Linked DNA regions of Mus musculus: region 1 is linked to region 2. A link is a contact called in public capture Hi-C data. All regions are on one chromosome and are shown on one strand. The core of a region is the stretch at or near the end of the contact, and the rest is flanking DNA. Distances in the headings are between cores, read along the strand shown.

Region 1 (2,700 bases), core at 71-2,570, 2.4 Mb before region 2:
GGCATGTTGGGCTTCTCAGCACCTGTGACGTACTAGTCGTATGCTGAATTGTAAATGGGAAGACGTACTATACACTGCACTTCAAGTGATCAGTTTTTTTAAGGTACATGAATATGGTGAGGTGAGAATCCTCTTGGACAAGTGACACGACCTCCTTCTGGGGAAGAGGACAGTAGGCAGTGTCTTTGGTGTGCAGTTCCTCCAGTCAGTTGTACCTTAGTATATGCATATACATATTTGTATGTGTATGTGTGTGTATGTGTATGTGTGTGTGGGGGGGTGTGCACATGTGTGTGGAAGCCAGAGAGCACGTCAGATGTTCTTCCCCCGCTATTCCCCACCCCCTTTGAGACAAGGTATCTCATTGAACCTGGAGTGCATCCGTTAGGCGAGGCTGGGTGCTCAGTGAGCTCTGGGCATCTCCTTGTTTCTATCTTTCCAGTGCAGGGATTACAAGTGCAAGGCCAAGTGTGTTCAGTTTTTCTGTGGAGTCCTAGGATCAAATGCAGGTCTTCATGCTTGCAAGGCAAATGTTTTACTGACTGAGCGGTCACGCAGCCCTCTGCTGCATGTTGCTGGTTGAACTAACTCAGGTGTGTTAGCTGGTCCCTGTTAATGAGTGCGGATAAATAGACGGGCCAAGACCTGGTTGATATGGAGACTATAGGATGTACTGTGTGGCTTCTGCTGGGTGTGTTTTTCACTTGACAAAGAGATTGCCAAAGTCCTTCTGCGAAGTCTATGCACCCTTCTTGTATGAGGTCAATTATAAGCCACTTGTCAAGTATCCTCTAGACCATTTGTATGTTCAGGTTATGAACTGAGGAGTCCAAATAAACAAACAAACAACCACCACTAACAGCACTGATAGCAGCATCACCAGCCCTGGAGTGTTATTGCCAAACCACACTCACTGAAACCAAGGGTGCGGGACCTGGGCTGTCTCCTCCACTTTTAGTGTCATCCTGATTGATATAGCCGCAGTGACATCAGCTGATTCTATCACAGGACCAGTATGGGCAAAAGGAAATTGTAGCATATTGAGAAATCTGCAAACTAAATTGCTAGGGCGCTAAAAAGAATTTGAATCGTGCACAGTTTTGGGCAGAGATCTAAGCTGTGTGCAGCGTTAGCCAGAGAAATTAGGCCGGTTTGATGAATGTCCACTGGAAGACAATTGGCTCATAGGAGATGAAGTTAAAGGTGACTCTTGCAAGTCCCAGAAGCAAACCCAAAGTTAAAGTGGTATAGACATGTAAATAAGGCAGATGACAGACCAGAATGAGAGCGGACAAGGGCTGCATTGAACAGACCCAAGGCAAGGCAGCCAAAGGCCAGCATTAGCATTTGAAAGGCAGCCGAGGAGGGAAAGGGAAGACCAGACAGAAGTCCCAGCTCCACCCCTGAAAACCCGCAGACTGGTGAGGCAGGTGGGAAGTGACTGAAAGCGGAAAGCCAGTTCTAATTCACAGTTAGAGCACTTCCACAATGATAGAAAAATGTAAATGTCCTGGGAAAATATCTTCGTCTACGTATCATTTTTCAAAACTCCAGGTAATATTCTACAGCATTCAGGGAGGGAATTGACTCAAGACGCTTCAAGAGAGAGGTGTTTATGGATGGGCTCCTGGGGGCAGGGTGGAGGGGGTCCTCCTCCGGTTTATGAGGATGTCATGACATCTGCTTTCCTGTAAGACTAGAAGACTCGATGATGGAGCGCCTCTGATCTTTGCTCTGTCCTGTCGGGCTTCTCTATGCAAATCAATTCCGGGCAGGAGTCACTTTGTAACCCTATCATATTTACCGTTTACTTGATACTCTGGTCCAGGATTGCCTTGTTTTTGCAATTCAAATAACAGAGTATGGGAAAGAAAAGTTTTATAGTGGATGCTTTTTGGTGCAAATAATAAATCCAGAGAGCAAAGGAATAAGATAACACCTAGGAAGAGGTTCCCACCCTCCACAGCTGTGAAAGAGACAGTATCTGCCCCTCTCTCCTCCTGCTGCTACCCACGTTGGTGCAACCGGAACTAAACAAACCCTCTCACCAGGGGATCCTGCAAAAGGGTACTGACGGTGGAAAGTGGCCGGGAGACAGGAAACGGGAGCAAAACAGCTAGCTGCCTTTTGAGCATGGTCCGAGGTAGACTCCATAAGCATCGGCTCTTAAGGCTTTTATGTCTCTGCCCAGTGTCAGAGGTAGATTCCATTCTTTTGAGCAGGAAGAAATCGATTTCCCTTAATGGACCTCAAGAGACCCGCGATATCCATCCTCAGTGGGCCCCAAAACTACTGTATAATGTCCCATTCAAGAGATTCCCCCAAAGTAATTTAGGAGATGTGCTGTTGGGATTAGAAACATTTCCACCACAAAAATCCAGAGATCAAATTCCAAAGCTGCTCACCAGAAGGGATTAATGTCTGGACTGGAGTTACAGGGACAGCCTTAAATACAGAGTCCGGGCAGCTGTGCTCATTTAAGAGAGGAGATATAGGAGCTCAGAGCTCCAGGCTGGGATTCATGGCCACTAGCCAGGACAGAACCAGGACGTTTCACAATTATGGCCAGAGTCACTACACCCAATGTCTATCATGTCTTCATCATAACCTCAGTGGCTCCTGGTTTTACTTTATTGTATTATAATTTTATCCACAGCTTCACCAGAGTCACATGTCAGAAGGAAAGAGAAAAGGGGGGGG
Region 2 (2,700 bases), core at 56-2,555:
GAATAAACCCTTTACTCCCCAACTACTTCTTGGTCATGATGTTTGTGCAGGAATAGAAACCTGACTAAGACAGATGTGAAGCCTATTTGGTGAGCCATAACTAAAAATATTTTTAAGACACAGTCTCATGTGGCCCAAGCTGTCTTTGAACTTGTAATGTAGCCAAAGATGACTTTGAATTCCTGATCTGCCTGCCTAAAAATATTTTTAAAGGAAATAGGAGAGCATGGAAGAATAGAGAATATTTTTTTTAAAAAATCATAGTATATAACGCAGTTCATATTTCTAGTAGCTTAGACTTAAAGCCATGGGTCCTGCAGCTGGCACTGCATCTGAAGCCAGGCCTGTACTCAAGTGGTCTTGGCCACTGACCCATCTCTCCAGACCCTGAAATCTCCTTTTTTTTTTTTTTTTTTTTTTTTTTTATAAGATCTTGGGTGGTGTCCATCCTTCTGGTCAGATGACCTCCCCTGGAGACCCTGGAGGGATGCTTAAGAACTGCAGCTTAGTGGATTGCACCCAAACTAAATTCTAGGAAATTCTCGGTGGTACTACCTGCCCAGATGGTGCCTGCTCTGCTTGGAGTTCATATCTGCTCACACTGTAATGCTAATGTAGAATTCTTTTGGGGGATGTTCTATTTATTCTTTTGAGACCTTTTCACATATACTCAACTGGACAAAAACTGGTGTCTTACTTAGAACTTTTTAAGAGTCCATTCCATTTCCATGATTACCGCACGAAGTCACTACTGCCACTGCTCTTCACTACCACAAGGGGCGCTGTTGAAGACTAGTCCCCCACCACAGCTTGCGGATAGAACAGTAGAGGATAGACCCCTAGGTTATCCTTACCAGCCTAGACTCCACATGAATTTCATTGAGTATTGCTCGAGCTTTGCTGTCACAACTATCCCCCCCCGCCCCCCCCCCCCCCGTCGACACTCAAACTTCAATTTTCAGCAACACAAAGGATCCAGGGGAGTTCAGATAGCTGCACCGTAAGCCTAAACCAACTCATCTGTGTTTATTAAATCGGATCGTTAGAACCGATATCCTTAAGGTGGTTTTATTTATTTGAGCGCTGCCTTGCTCTTAGTGAAGCCCTGAGAGAAGATGCAAATTTCTAAAACCCAGAAGCTGGGGGGGGGGGGGGGGCAGATAGAAACAATTTTCGCTGGAGGACCACCTCTTCCCAGGGATCAGATCTACATAACAAAGGGCAAGGGAGCTCTTGGTACACCCCTCAAAAGAACAAAAAGATGTCCTTTACTCTTTTTTTCCAACACAATGGAGCCTATTTACCCCTTCATTTGCATGGAAAAGCCGGCTTTTTCAGGACCTTTTGCTGACTAGCACTACAGAGCCTTTCTAGGCTAATTGAATTTTTGCTTTGTCAACTCTAAACCATTCTACCCCGAGAGCTTCGAAAGTTCAGTTGGCTCCTCAGTACCCAATAGTCAGCCATAAAAGTAAGTCAATGAATTGTAGCCATACTTTTTTAAGTAAGGGGGGGGGGGGGGCTGGAGGCGTGGCACAGTGGTTGCAAGCAGCTCGAATCCCAAAAGCGCAGAAAGTAGGAAGAACAAGAATTTGCACACATTAAAGAATTGATTTTATGCAATGGCTTAGAGACATAATTCAATTGGTGGAGTGCTAGTGAACCATACATGAGGCCGTGGATTTGAGCTCTGTGACTTGCATAATCTACTGGGAAGGTGGAGGCAGGAGGATTAGAAATTCAAGAACCTCCTCTGCTTTAAAGGCCAGTCTAAAATACAGGAGGTCCCATCTCAAGTAATAGTAATAATAATAATAATAATAGATTTGCAGTGTCAGGGGTCAATCCTAGGGACTGACTTCACATGCATTAGGAAAGCATTCTACTATGGGATTAATCCCCAGGACCCCAAAACTGATTGTAAACTATGGTCTAGAATAGGCAGAGCTGCCATGAGATTGCCCACCTTCTTTAGATGTGGAGATTGCCCAAGGCAGACTGTCTAACCTCCACTGCACCTGCAGCACTGGGGACATAGCAATGCACACTGTCAATGTTTATCGAATGCACACCCTGCCCTTGGGTACTTGCCTGTCACCTTCAGATGCCACCTGTCAGCATAGATATCAACTTTTCTTCAGCTTTGCATTCGGTCCTGTTTGTAGACTTTGACGGTTCTTCTGTTTTGTCTAGTAGAACTTAAGCCCCCTGCAGGCAAAAAACACCTCTGATCCCTCTTTGGTGTCTTGGTTTGTCTTTCAGCACTGGAAACAGGAAACCTGGGACCTCAAGAAATGCACTGAGCCACAGAGCTGGTGCTCCACCCCATCCACAGAGAAAGTCTGGGTGTGAAGCTAGCATCTCCTCTATCCCAACTAACTGCTGGAAAGAGATCTTACCAAGAGGTCAGCCCTGAGCCTCCCTAATTACCTCTCAGCTGATCCAGAAAAGCACTGAAGAGCAGGGCACATTGAATAAGCAACATGATAAAAGCCAATAAGACTTTTAATTTTCATGAAAAGTTAAAAAATCAAAGTATACAGAAAGATTCAGCTACACTGGGCTGGAGAGGTGGGTCAGTGGTGAAGAGCACTGATGGCTCTTCCATAGGACCCAGGTTCAGTTCCCAGCACCCATATGGTAGGTAACAATGGTCTGTGAGTCCAGTTCCAGAGGCCCAATGCCTTCTTCTGGACCTCT

What was found. Capture Hi-C pulls out chosen DNA fragments and counts their contacts.
Region 1: a contact with region 2 is called in a capture Hi-C map of embryonic stem cells, with 9 times the contacts expected there. The contact joins two enhancer-like sites. A contact is called at or near these places in 1 of 115 datasets of contacts at active chromatin or transcription factors (embryonic stem cells) and 1 of 9 other capture datasets (embryonic stem cells).

Annotation. Positions count from the first base shown.
Region 1 is chr6:97,101,126-97,103,825 of GRCm38.p6, reverse strand. No RefSeq gene overlaps it. Among named protein-coding and RNA genes, the nearest start is that of Tafa4, 42 kb to the right of the region's middle. Within about 2 kb of position 1,320, at least 27 of the 459 cell types and tissues checked have an H3K27ac peak or open chromatin away from gene starts, as enhancers often do. A contact at or near this core is called in embryonic stem cells, where this site is marked.
Region 2 is chr6:94,749,351-94,752,050 of GRCm38.p6, reverse strand. No RefSeq gene overlaps it. Among named protein-coding and RNA genes, the nearest start is that of Lrig1, 51 kb to the right of the region's middle. Within about 2 kb of position 1,305, at least 24 of the 459 cell types and tissues checked have an H3K27ac peak or open chromatin away from gene starts, as enhancers often do. A contact at or near this core is called in embryonic stem cells, where this site is marked.